Linked DNA regions of Mus musculus: region 2 is linked to region 1. Evidence: chromatin contacts called from public HiChIP or PLAC-seq data. All regions are on one chromosome and are shown on one strand. The core of a region is the stretch at or near the end of the contact, and the rest is flanking DNA. Distances in the headings are between cores, read along the strand shown.

Region 1 (6,952 bases), core at 1,692-4,191:
GCCTCTCACTGTCTGGGCCAAAGGAGCCCCAAGCTTTTGACTCTCCTGCCTCGGCCTCCTGACTGCAGAGATTGCAGGCCTGTGCTACCTTTGGCTGTTTGCTTCTGTTCTTGCTCTCAGGCCTGTGGCAGTTCAGCTGACAGCTATCTTCAGGTAGAGCTCTGGAGTGCATCAGTCTCCCGCTGGGCTTTTCCCCATGGGCGACTGTTTTACTGATTCGGTAACTTTATGTTACTACTGGTCTTTTCAGGTTGTGTTTCTTCAGGATTGAATCTTGGTGATGGGTTTTGGCCTGTGAGTCCATTTCTTCCAGGTTTTCCAATTAGTTGGCTTGTGGTAGTTAATATTACTCTCTAAAGATCTTTTGTACTTTATACTTTTGATTTCTTGGAACTGAGTCCTCTCTCTCTCTCTCTCTCTCTCTCTCTCTCTCTCTCTCTCTCTCTCTCTCTCTCTCTCATCTAATTAAGGATCTGTCTGCTTTATCTTTTTAAAGAAGTAGCTGGTTGTTTCTTGGTTTTGTTCTTCAAAGTCTCTGTTTCACTTCTGTCCTGATTTTCTTCTTTCTTTACCTTGTAGTTTTCCTGGTGCCCTGAGATGCAGCACTGGGTTTTTATCAGGGCGGATCCTGCTTTTCGGTGCAGGTGTGGGATGCTGCCCTTTCCCCTGGGCTCTGATACCTGCCTGTGATACCAGCCTTCGCTGATGTCCATAGGGTTTGATGTGCCTCATCTCCATTTTTACATAAACATTTCCTCTGTGCTCATTGGTTGTTTAAAAGCAGGTTGTTACAGGGCTGCTTGCACATCTTTATGATCACTGTAGCCACATTGACATCCCTAAGTTGTGAAACCACCCTAGGAGGCTGTTGACAAAGGATGCAGAAAATGTACTTTGGTTAACTCTAGAGAAGGATGAAACTATGTCATTTGAGGGGAAATGGCCGCAACTGGAGAGCATCAGATTGCGTGAAGTGAGTCAGTCACAGAAAGTCAAATATTGTTATTATTTCTCATTTGCGGATTTTGGATTTTCTGTGGATCATGAAACCATTCCTTCGTATTTGTCAAAGTAGAAATAGACTGCCCAGGGGAACAATGTGGCATTGGAGGGCATCTCTGTGTACAGTGGATATGCAATAAAAGAGTAGGTTGCAAATTTCCATGTATTTGTTAAATAGCTCTTTAAAACATATGAACATAGCATTTTAGGGCCAATCAGCCCTTAATGAACATGATCATTAAACCTTTGCTTAGAAGGACTTTTTGCACTTGGAGTAAAGAAAAAAAAAATGTGTGTATTTTACAAGTTGTAAGGGCCAAGAGATAGTGATAGTTTATTTCTGGCTATCCAGAGTAGAGAACTGCCAATTTAACACCATTGGCCTGTGTCAAGTCATGTGACAAGGAAAGTCTCTTCTCGCTCTGATAGATTCCACAATGTTCCAGAAAGCTAGAGTGATCTCCTAACCACACCTTCCTGGTTTTCCCTTTCCTGCTCTCACCTTTGACCTTTACCTCCACCGCCAGGCAGGCACTACCATCAGCACCAGCACCAGTGTGTGTGTGTGTGTGTGTGTGTGTGTGTGTGTGTGTGTGTATGTGTGTGTGTGTGTGTGTGTGTGTGTGTATGTGTGTGTGTGTCTGTGTGTGTATGTGTGTGTGTGTCTGTGTGTGTATGTGTGTGTGTGTATGTGTGTGTCTGTGTGTGTGTGTGTGTGTGTGTATGTGTATGTGTGTCTGTGTGTGTGTGTGTGTGTATGTGTGTGTGTGTGTGTGTGTGTGTGTGTGTGTGTGTGTGTAGAACTGAGATTTCAGGATGCTGGGTGTGAACCCACGCTGGCATTAGGATTTCTTTAATATTTAAAATAGGGAAGAGGCTCTCATCGGGTCAGGGCATTAGGAAGAACACTAGTTTGCTAATGGAGTCCTGAGTTGGCTCCATTATTTCTTTACATTTATTCATTCTCTGCTCTCTATCCCCCGCCCCCAATCTCCCCCACCTCCAGACTCTCACATTTGAGACTGGCTGGTCTCAAATGTGCTATGATATTTGCACATGTTCAAGACCATGCTGGCCTTGAACTCAACAGAGATCCGTCTCTGCCAACTAAATGCTGGGATCAGAGGTATGCACTGTCACGCCTAGCAAATTCATGTCTGTATTAAGCTCTTAGAGTGTTATTATGGTAGAGCAAGCGCATGGTAAGCAGATCTGTTCAGAAAAGCATACACATGGGCACACATGTGCGTGCGCATTATGCTGTAAGTTATAAACATCTTCGGTAAGGCTACATTAGAAGACAGGGTGATATGATGGAAAAAGAACATGGACTTTGGAAAGTCACAAAGATCTGAGTTTCGATATTTTTGCTATGGCAAGAGCAGTGGTTCTCTTGGGGCAGTGTATTTTATTTCTAAGATCTCATATTTTTATTGTCTTTAATTATGTGCATGTCTGTGTGTAAGAATGTGCATCTGAGAGCTCATATACACACAGAGGGCACATTTGGATCCCTTGGGAGCTAGACTTACAGATCGTGTACAATGGGGTGTACAAGTGAGCCATCCGACAACAGGACTGGGAATGGAGCCCCCGTTTTCTGGATGAGGAATACATGCTCTTAACTGCTGAGCCATTTCTCAAGCCCCAGAAAATGTATTTTTATAAAGTTAATTTTCTTGAAAGAAGGAAATAAAACGTAGTAGAGCATAAGAATTCGGCAAATCAGAGTCTCGGTATGCTGCTCAGCCTAGCCTCAGACTTAACGACCTTCCTGCCTTCATTTCCTCTGCTGGATTTATAGGCATGTACCACCATGCTTGTTTTAATTTAAAATAAAAACAAAACAAAAAAAATTATTACTCATACCACTGGTGTGAGTAATCCAGACTCATTGGAAGGAGAACAGAGGCACAGCCTCTACATAGGGACTGGGGAAATTTCCCTTCATGGATTTGCTGTAAGACTCCTGAGTTTCCCGGGAGGGGGAGGTTGGTCAGCTGGACTGGCTGCGGTTAAGAGAGCCCTGAGGATAAGGGAGCACAGCCTGTGAAAGCCTGGGGAGGACTCAGGGTGTGGCTCTGCCAGGGGGAGGAGTGCTGGCCCCTCTAGGCACTGAGCACAGTTCCTCCTGCATTAATTAATTAATTGTCATTAATCCAGCGCCCTTGGAAGGCCAACCCCCTTCTGGCTTCTGACCGTTTGTTTAATAATTTAACCAAATTTATGCCCATCTTGAGTAAGACATCCCAACCTTCCATGTTTTGAAGAAACTACCGATAACTTTTTTTAAAAAAAGAATGCTAATGTCTACGTCAAGAAAAAAATATTAAATGCTAGAACGGCAAGTCTGTGTTCCTGTCATTCTAGAGATGAGGCAGGAGTTTGAGGGGAACTTGGGCCACACAGTGAGACCTTGTCAACCCTAAAAACAAAGAAAATGACTGTTATCTGTCATGCAAATTTAAATAAGATCTAATGAGAAATGAAATGTCAGCGTTTAGATGGACAGATACATGCACGTGCTCTGTGGTGACTGTTTCCTGCCCGAGAACAGTCTTCCTAAGTCATTTTTACCACGGTTACTTTTTATTTAGCACTTTGATGGTGTGTAACAACTCAGAGATGGAGAACAGTTTTCCATGCTAGTCTTTGAACTTTCATATTCAAATACATTTCCCTCCACTGCCTTTATTGGTCTTAAATTTTTTCCTAGGTAGTATTTAATCTTTAAAAAATATTAGAAGGTTGTTTTTAAAAGTCTCTTCCTTGCTAAAGGACCACTGTGTCTGCTAGATTATAAGCGTTGTTGGATAATTTCAAGCTTCCAGAGATTTTGATATTCCAAAGTTCAACAGTGCAGCTTTCAAAGTAAGAATGCCTGAGAAAATTCCACTTCCACACCTAAAATTAGATATGACAGCAGAGACCACAGGCAGGCATTTTACCAGACGCGGTAATTGCATGTTTTCTTTTTGAGAAAACTTGAAGACAGAAAAAAAACCCACAAACAAAAAACCAAGCAGTTAGCTCTTTATTAAACAAACTCTATGGCTGTCTTTTTTTTTTTTTTCCTTTTTTCTTTTTTTGACAGTCCTTCTGTCTACTTATTTGGTTTGAGAATCAGTTGTAGCCAGTTATCTACGATGGACCTCCCATGGTGCAGATTTTGATGGTTTTAATAAATAGATGAGATTTGTTGTTTTATACTTTGGATCTTATTTTTCCTTAATCAAATCTATGAGGTATCATAAATAATCTCCTCGCCCAGCTTTGTGTGTAGATAGCTGTGTTTGCAACATAGACCTTTGTCAAGTTCAAGACAGACGTGTTTTTAGAGGTTTTTGTTTTTGTTTTTGTTTTTAGAGATATTTGGAGTGTCTTGCAAGTGCTCTGTTTACCTCTCCAGGTTTATTTCCCCGGTGACTTTAAAAACACACTCAACTGTTAGTGTGAAAAAATTCACATTTACAGTTGGCCCCAATAGTAACTGGCAGTATGTCATGTGGAAAGAACTTGGTGCTCTTCCTTCACATTTGGCAAATTGACTGGAGGTAGGGTGGTGGTTGGAAACACACGGGACTCGAGTAGGCACAGCCTTCTTTGGGTACAGGGTGACTTTCTTGTGACACCTGGGTCACCCTCCACTCCATTGTCCTGTGGGACTCTTGGCTATGCTCCCAGCAGAGAGGATTGCTCTGGCCCCGCTTGGCAGAGCATCTGGGATCTTGATTACCACCTTTGTAAACCAGAAGCTTGTGGAATTTAGAACTTGCTCTGACTTCCATCAGGTCGGAGGCTAATACGTGTGACCGTCACCTGCAGTCTGAGTGTTTGCGAGTTTTAGAAATAAGAAGGTTCTGTATTAAGTTTGGCAAATGAAGCATTAGGGAGTTAGTTTCAGAAAGGTGGTCTCCTCGCTAACATGGAAAAGCCCTGCACCGTTGGACTTGTCTGATTGCTGCCTGCAACACTGCAGTGGAATGCACTTTAAACTGTATTAATGTTGAAATTGGACACCACCTCGATTGCCTATAAAGCCTTGCATCAATTTTCTAGGAAGAGTGTAGCCTGTGCCTGCAGTTTACGGGCAGAATCTGGCCCGCAGACCCATTTATTAGCCCTGGTCAGATTTAAAAACCTGTAATTTCACTCAAGGACTAGATTCTGAGTATCCTTTGGAAATCTGGAGATTGTGTCAGTATTGAGCATTTCGTTGACTGGACCTAAGAAAGCAACAGACATCAGCCTGGCCCCCACCCCAACCCTGCGCGCTCACCTCCCCAGCTACCTTCCCCCGACCCCTTAAAACTGCTTTAGCTTGGGCAAGCCATACCAACTGATGCCTTATGCCCAGCCTTCTTGTCCTGCTTCCATTACCAGTCTCTGAACACTTGAGAGCCTGGATCATTTCCACAGCGCTCTCTATCCATGCTCACCCTCGCCTTACGTGAAGGAACACCTTGCTGGGCTCTGAACCTTCGCCCATTCTAATCCTTTTGAGGTTCCTTTCCCTGCTTGTCCATTTGATCACTGTCTTTGGGGTGCCATCCCCGGCACATCTTGTCGCTGCCCTGTTAGATGGTGCCCAGCAACGTGCCCTTCATTGCTTTGACTCTTAGCATGCTGTACTCAGGTTGAGTTCCATGTCCTTTCCCTGTGGATGGAGGACCTTTGAGGACAAGGCCTGCCTTCCTACACTTGGATTTATGCAAATCCTCACAGTTCTTGCTACAAAAGAGGGTTGAGAGATATTATTTTTGATTGACATATTTTAATGTTGCTAAAGGCAATATTTTCTGCTTTAGCTACCTGTGAGAATCGCCTGGGACCCTGCTGGGGCCAGTTGTGCCCTTTGATGGTAGGACTTGGGAGTTGGAGGTTTAAAGATCTCTAGGAATGCTACTGTGTACCCAGGGCTGCAAGTCATTAACAGTATTTAAGTAATTCCAAGAAAGGTGATTGTCCGTAACTTATTCTATTTGTCCCATTTTGTTGAGACAGGATCTTATGTAGCCAGGCTAGCCTCAAATTATGTAGTATATCCAGAATAACTTTGAGCTCCTGATCCTCCTTCAGCTACCTCCCAGACTCTAGGATCACATTCATTTGCTACCACATCTGGCTAGATGACCACGATTTTATTTAAGATTTGTCATAGTTAGCTTCGGTTGTCACCCTGACACACCTGGAAAGAGGGATCCTCACACAAAGAATTGCCTCCATCAGATTGGCCTTTTTCTTGATTTCTAATTGATATGGGAGGGTCTAGGCCACTATAGGCGGTGTCATTCCCGGGGGTGGGAGGGCTGGCTTGTAGAAGAAAGGATGTCAAAGAAAGCAAGCCAGAGGCAGTGTTCTTTTATGGTCTCTGCTTTAGTTTCTGTCTCCAAATTCCTGGCTGGAGTTAATAGACTGTTTTCCCTTGATGGTGGACTATAAACTGCAAGCCAAACAAACGCTTTCCTCCCAAGTTGCTTTTGGGCAGTTTTAGCACACAAACAGCGAAGCAAATAAGAGAAGGATTAAAACATTGGATTATTATTTTAGGAAAAACCTTCCTCGTATGAACATTTTCGTTACCCCCCCCCCCCCGGCAGCACATGGGTGTTTGAACAAGTAAGCATATGTCTTAAAGAGCTCCGTCTCTTTCACAATAGCCAGTGAGTCTGCTGTTGCTATTGGTCAGCGAGCTCATGAGCAGAGCTCCGCACTGCACATCCAGAGCTACCACAACACTGGTAGTTTATGATGTGTAGCCACTGTCTGCTGTTCCGTGCTGCGATTTAAATTTCCAGTGGATTCTCTTCCAGGCACTCTACAAACTAGCTAAGGCATTTATTGACTTTCTAACACTAATTGCCTCTTTTCTTGCGTATGTGTTTATCCTTCTCTGTTTTATATTGGGACTGCTAGCTAGAATAAAGATGACTAAAAACAAACATTAGCT
Region 2 (6,952 bases), core at 1,960-4,459, 84 kb after region 1:
GAATGAATAGATAAATAGTACATAAAACCGAAAATCCCACAGAATTGAAGACATTGGCTTCCAAGTCTTTATTCTACAGTTTTGAATTCTGAAGGTCAAAGGTTATTTGGATTTCTAATGAGCTCTAAGTGGTGCTGATGGTACTTTTCTGGTGACCCCAGTTTGAGAAGCAGTGCTTGGGGGAGGGGAGATGAGAGGAAGAGAGAGCACAACAGAGGGAGAGAAGATGGTGTGCACAGAGGTGGACCTCTGTAAGTACCTATCTGTTGGAGTTAGCCCTCACTCTTCTGTGTGGCTCTGACTTTTAGGAGACAGTGTGCAACAAGCCCCTGAAATACCTCCTTTGATATAAAAGGGGGACATGCTTTTTCCAGCAATGTGCAATTCCTTGCATGGAGAAGAAATTTGGCCATCTTGCAGCAGCAGGAGAGGAGCAATGCTCTTGTTTTTTTGTTTGTTTGTTTGTTTTGTTTTGTTTTTTGTTTTTTTCTGAGTGAAATACTTTCCTTTTGCCATTCTCCCTCCCTCCCTCCATTCACCCCTGTGTTCTATGATGTATATTAGTCATTTTGGCTTTATCTGAAAGCAAATAGGAAATACGAATTTTCAGATTTATGACTGATTACAGTAAATCTAGAAAAATGGAAATGAGAGCTATTAGGAAATTTCTAAAGGTGAAGGGTTTGGCAAGCTAGCTACTTAGGTAAGGGCTGTTTTGTGCTTTGGAGAAGAACTTGTGCTGACTGGATGCATGTTTCTGGAAAATAAATGCAGCAACATTTTCCAAACCTCTGGATGGAGCTTTATCATAAAATTTTACTGCTGTGGAGAAGGAGGTTTCATTGCTATTAGATTAACAATAGTCCAAACTGTACTGTTCCCAAATATGTCTTCCAACTACTTCATATTCCTGAGGAAATAATGTCTTGTGGATTTATTTATTTATTTTCCTAAGCACAGAATCTGCACTTAAATTCGTGTTATTTAAATTTTCTATCAAATGCCCCTTTGAGCAGTATAAAAACCTCTCCTAAACAGTTTCCGTTTTTAACTGAAAGCAACTCCCAAGGAGCCAGTATCAACTCTTGAGTCAGTCAGATTGACTTTGAGCATTTTGAGTATGGCGAAGTCAACACTCTCTTTTCTTCCTCTTGCCTGTTCCTACCCCCTACCCCCACCCCAGCCCATCTGCTTCAGTCCGTGTCCAGAGATCCCTTTCTCTGTCTTCTTAGTCATATTCAACATCCTTTCAAATCCATTGACAGTAGGGTATGGGTGTAGTAAAATTCAGTGTCCCTTCACAGTAGGATACCATGCCTTTGGCTTACTTCATGGTAATTGTTGAATTGTTGAACACTTGATTGCATCTGTTTCTTAATGAAGAGGGCAGCTTAGTGTTCCTCCAACTATTCAGAAGCTTTTAAAAATAGGCTTCTCTGAGGTAATGTTTTCTCTCTTAAAATATGACTGCATACTCATTAACTAGGTATTAACGAATACTGTGCTTTTATGCTGCAAATTATAGGAATCAGACAACAAAGGTTTTATTTTTAATATGAAGAAACGTGATAAGTGATATCTGTTACTTTTGTTGTATTTTACTTCTAATAAGGCTCTGACTCCAAGAGATGGTACTGGACTTTTGGGTTTTGTTATTGTTGTTTTCTTCCTTTCTTCCCCCTCTCGTTCTCTCTCATTTCCAAGTATGGTCATCCACAGACATTCGTCCAGAACTATAGCAGTAGAATCTGAACATGCCTCTCTGGGAAGGAACGTGGTTCTATCTGCTGTAGATAAAAGTGTGTAAAGAGCCCACGTCATTGCTGTCCCCAGCTTACTTTGATGCACGCTCGAAGGTTACTTTAAATAACTACAATTAGTTTAAAAATGACAACGGGGGTGGGGGTGGGAGTTCATTTTGTCCTGCAAGAGTCTGTCATGTTCTTGTCTGTTTCATTCATCAAAACTTTGTGATCTTTAGCCTTCAGATTTATACTATGTCCTCAGCAGGGTTCAGGGATGGAGGGAAAGGAGGGGAAATGTTCAAACAGAAACTAAATATAGGGATCCTATATTAATCATGGTGTGAAGCACATTCTACTTTTTTGTGACTTCCTCATTGAATGTCAGACGCCGTGTGGGTTGCTGCACTTAATCACCGTGCGCTGGCACAGAGTAGGCTGCTGCCAGCTGTAATCCTAGTAATGGTAGATCTTAGAGCATTTGGCTTGGCAATTTATTTAAATGCATGCTTAAGACTTTAGGTTTACTTTATTGAATTATAATTTACATACAATAAAGGGCAAGCATTTGACAAGTTACGTGAGTTTTGGTATATACATTTATGCACTGCCATAAGCAAGCTACCAAAAGGGATAGAAGAGGATTGACGGGGAAAGAAATGCTGGCAATAAACGCGGGTTTGTTTTTTTCATGGCTTTGAAGTCAGTTACTGTATGTGTTGTACTGTGAAATGCTACTGTTAAAGCTCCTTGCTACAAGATACTCTCCTAGTGAATTATGTGAAATTCATGAAGGATAGTTGTATTTCATGATATGTAACAAGAAATGTTAATGTCCTATGTCTTTTAAAATATGAAACATATACACTCAGAACTCCATGCACCACAGTATAGGGTTGTGCTAAATGATCTCACGTGTCCTGAATAAAGCTGCCAGTATCCATCTAACTTTTTCAAGTTTCCTTTCCTTTCCCATTAAAAAACCTTTGTTTGAGACCGGCTTTTATGTATCCCAAGCCGGACTTGAACTCACTCTACAGACAAGGATGGCCAGGAATTATGATCTTCTTGCTTCCAACCCCTGAGTGCTAAGAGTACTGATGTCTGCCACCCTGGCTAGCTATTAACATGGTGGGGATTGAACCCAGAGTTCTGTACATATTAGGCAAACACTCTGTCAACTGAGTTACATCTCCACTCTCATAAGTTTTAAAAGATAAAAATAATGGCCCCCAAATTCAGTTACTTGTGGTGTTGCTATTGCTGTTGTTCCCCCAGAGTATGATTGGAGGAATGGTGGCCCATCAGGAGAACATCACTTTAATGTTTCCCACCTCCAACTGGCAGTGTGCTGTGTTCCTGTTTTGCTAAAGGAACTGCTAACTTGCTGTCTAAGGAAGGGTTCAGGGATATAGAGGATAAGGGGAGGAACTAGCCTGAGCCTAGAGTTACTCAGAGCTGGCGTGAGTCCCCACGTTGCCACTTGCTATCATTTGACAAGTTGTTCCACTTTCTAAAGCCTCAATTTATTCATCTAAATAGAGGGATGACACAATTCCGATCCATCAAGAATTTACCATCCAAATGCGGGATGAAATTGGAAGAAAATGACTGTTGTCTAAAGAGAAATTCAAAGTGATGGGGCGTTTTAAAAAAGAGAGGGAGAAACCAGGCAGTTGCAGACAATTAAAGGGCTTCATAGCAAAGCTATGTTCAGTAGTGGGGAGCTCTGTATGATTAATTAGACTTTACAATTGAAACCTTCTCAGTGGGCTACAGCTTTAAGTAGAACAAGCAGTAGATGCCACACTTGCTGACCTGACAGCATAACGCAGTGGTCTACAAATGTAGTGGGCAGAAACTCATGGCTCTCCTGGGACCTGGGGTGCAGGGATTTGTAGCTGCTGAAACCTACTACAAAGGACAGAGGATTGGAAAGCAATGACACTGAAGAAATGACAAGGGGCCTCATTTCTCCATAGACAGTAGAGATTAGCCAGATGTTTGAGCTCTGCCCCTGTGGTTCGAGGAACCCCGCGGAGCTGATGATGCTAACGTTGTTCATAGTGACTCTTCAGTGACTAATGCGCTTACTAACCACTGTGAAGCCACTTCCTAGTAAACAGGGGTTGAGTAGGTGAGCTTTAGCTGAATGGTCTCTAAAAGCTGATCACTGCAGCAGAGCACTAGTGCCAGGGATTTAATCCAGCCCAGAGCCTCCATACCATGGAACAGGGCCATTTTCATGCTGTTTTAGGGTTTCCTGAAGTACTAGGGAAAGAAAGTGTGACAGATAAGATCTTGTATACCATTAAACCAAGTGACAACCCGGTATCGTTATTAAAAACTTTCCAGAAGTTTATTGAGCTAAGAAGTAGTGTTAAGTCTCAGAGAAGCAATTCAGTGTGTGGTAGTTCTGATTTCTGGACCTCAGCTTCCAGAGCATGACTTGACACCTCCCAAAAAGACACTCTCTTTCCATGAGCAAGGTACTGGTGGTCTGTTCCTCTCAGTCACCTTTACCTTATCCTTTTGAATCAACCTGTAGATGGGTGGGGATGGCAGGTCTGGGGGAGGATAGGAGTAGTGTAGGCCCCTTGGCAATTCTGGTGGGCTTCAGGATGCCCAGAAACCCTTCTCAGCCCTTCTCCAGCCTCTTCTTTCCTGTCCCACCTCCTTTACCGGCCTGACCTAAGGTATTAGAAATCCTTCTTTATCACTTGTATGAACAGTTAATTAAGGTCTACTCTCCTATTCCCTACTGGCTAAATTTTTGTTAATAAAAGATTTTATAAAAAGCCATGAAGAAAAACATACATATAAACGTGTTAGCAAAGTGTAAGTAGGCTATGGATTTTGTAGACTGATAGTGTTAGTGTTAGGAATGATCTTCGCTGTGGCTAATAGTATATCTGTCCCACTGTGTATGTGTGTTTCTCAGACTCAACCCTTAAGAGGCCAGAGGCAAGATAAAAGTCACATTTTTACACACTGTCTTCTCTAAGAGTGAAGAAGGTTGCAATTAGTCATTGGATTCCTTGCAGTTCATTGAAAAGGGTACAAATCATTATTGTTTTAGACATAACTCTTTTTTTTTTCTTTTTTCATTTTTGGTTTGTCAAGACAGGGTTTGTCTGTAGGCCTGGCTGTCCTGGAACTGGCTCTGTAGACCAGGCTGGCCTTGAACTCAGGGATCCTCCTGTCTCTGCCTCCTAAGTGCTGGGATTAAAGATGTGCAGTACCACACCTGGCTTAGAGATAACTGTTTTTCTTTTAAAAGTCTAAATGTCTGAGTTTTGCTTTTCTAGTTTTCAGATAGAATGATAGAGCTGTAGCTCATGTGTCTCTGTTATATGTATGCCTTTATATTGTTGCCATAAAATGAGTTCTTATCTGATCATTGCATGTTAAATGTAGCATCATAGCATCATAGATGGCTCTCTGTAACTCAGAAGCAAACATCCTAATTTCCTGACCAAGATCCTCAGAGTATTCTGAGCTTGCCTTCCTCTCATCAAGATCCATGTGCTTCCTATTTGAAATAACATCTTCCCTTCCTTTTGTGATGGACAAATATTTTATCTCTATAGAAGACCGAGTCAGCATAGGAAAGTGCCTGTAGGAATATGTATAGGCTGAGATACTTATTTTTTACTTATTTGTTTGTTTGTTTATTTATTTATTATATATAAGTACACTGTAGCTGTCTTCAGACACTCCAGAAGAGGGCGTCAGATCTTGTTACAGATGGTTGTGAGCCACCATGTGGTTGCTGGGATTTGAACTCCGGACCTTCGGAAGAGCAGTCGGGTGCTCTTACCCACTGAGCCATCTCACCAGCCCGGCTGAGATACTTCTAAGCACATCATAGATGGCACACAGTGGGTGCCTTTCCTCCAGCTAGGCTCTGGGACTGCTCACTCAGCACTGTGTTCAGTTGTGTCCCTGGGACATGAGCAAACAGAATTGGCTGTTAGGTCTCATCCGCCATTTTCCTGATGCTGGGAACCAGGCTCTAGATGTCATAATATGAAGGTGAACAGCCGTGCTGCTTTTCTGTCAGAGTGCCTGCATCAAAAAGACCAAGGTCACTCCTCCCTGATGGCCAGGTTAGATTCATCTGTGGCCCCAGAGTAGAAACAACCTTGTATGTCTCTAAATCATTTTCTGCCTTCAGTGCTGTTTAAAACAAAACAAAATATAAATCTGTGAGACTTAAAGACCATTTTAGTAAGTTGTGTAAATGGCTATTGGATCATGTAGTTGCAGACAGATGTGAGCTGCCATGTGGGTGCTTGGGACTTGAACTCCAGTCCTCTGGGAGAGCTCAGAACCATGGAGCTATCTCTCCAGCCTGGAATTTGCTTCTATAATTAATTTTTCAGAGCAAAGTGAGGGTCTATGGCTAGTTATGAACAGATACTTTGTAACATCTGTTTTATATATGTGTGATGTCTGTGGGTGTGCACATGTCACAGTGTGGTAGTGGAGGCCAGAGGGACAACTTATGGAAGTTGGCTCTCTTCCCCAACCATATGACTCCCTGGGATGGAACTCAGATCATCAGTATCAGCAACAGGGTGCTTTTCCCTACTGAGCCATCTTGCCAGCCGTGTAACGAATACTTCTGCAACCGTTATAAACACTACCCTGAAAGTCTGACACTCCAACATTATACTCTCACAACTTAATTTACACTAATTTGGGGCTTTTTGTTTGCTTTGTAACACTACTTATTTATTTCACATATAGCCACCAGGGTATACAGAAAAAGGCTAAGAGTGTGCCGTGAAACACCTGTCATTGGCTTTTTGGGGGCTTTGGTGGCTTTTTGTTTGCTTGGTTTGGTTTTGTTTTGAGACAGGGTCTCTCTATGTAGCTCTGACCTGGAATTTGCTCTATAGACCAGGCTAGACTCAACTCACAGAGATCCTCCTACGTCTGTCTCCCCTTGCTAGGATTAAATGTGTGTGCTACAATTGCCTGCCCCCTATGTGATGTGCAAGTGTTAACTTTATCTACTGGTTTGGGGGGACTTCACCTAGCACTGTGTGTCAGATGCTCAAGTGTGTGAGGTTTATTCTAGTCTCTGAGGGAAGAACAGCTCATGTGATCTTTTGAGTTGCAAGATATGTACCCCATACCTTGAGAATAAATAGATTTCAGTAGCTTTAGGGAGGAAAGATGTGTTTCCTTTGTCGGATGAGAAG

The links. HiChIP or PLAC-seq counts read pairs in DNA pulled down with a chosen protein or histone mark.
Region 2: a contact with region 1 is called in a CTCF HiChIP or PLAC-seq map of the NIH/3T3 cell line, with 10 read pairs. The contact joins two enhancer-like sites. A contact is called at or near these places in 1 of 15 datasets of contacts at CTCF or cohesin (the NIH/3T3 cell line), 1 of 484 Hi-C or Micro-C datasets (muscle stem cells) and 2 of 115 datasets of contacts at active chromatin or transcription factors (T-cell acute lymphoblastic leukemia and pancreatic cancer cells).

Annotation. Positions count from the first base shown.
Region 1 is chr3:69,353,465-69,360,416 of GRCm38.p6, forward strand. All of the region lies in intron 1 of Ppm1l (protein phosphatase 1 (formerly 2C)-like), which reads left to right. Among named protein-coding and RNA genes, the nearest start is that of Ppm1l, 40 kb to the left of the region's middle. Within about 2 kb of position 2,942, at least 19 of the 459 cell types and tissues checked have an H3K27ac peak or open chromatin away from gene starts, as enhancers often do. A contact at or near this core is called in the NIH/3T3 cell line, where this site is marked.
Region 2 is chr3:69,437,177-69,444,128 of GRCm38.p6, forward strand. All of the region lies in intron 1 of Ppm1l (protein phosphatase 1 (formerly 2C)-like), which reads left to right. Among named protein-coding and RNA genes, the nearest start is that of Gm52607, 21 kb to the right of the region's middle. Within about 2 kb of position 3,210, at least 62 of the 459 cell types and tissues checked have an H3K27ac peak or open chromatin away from gene starts, as enhancers often do. A contact at or near this core is called in the NIH/3T3 cell line, where this site is marked.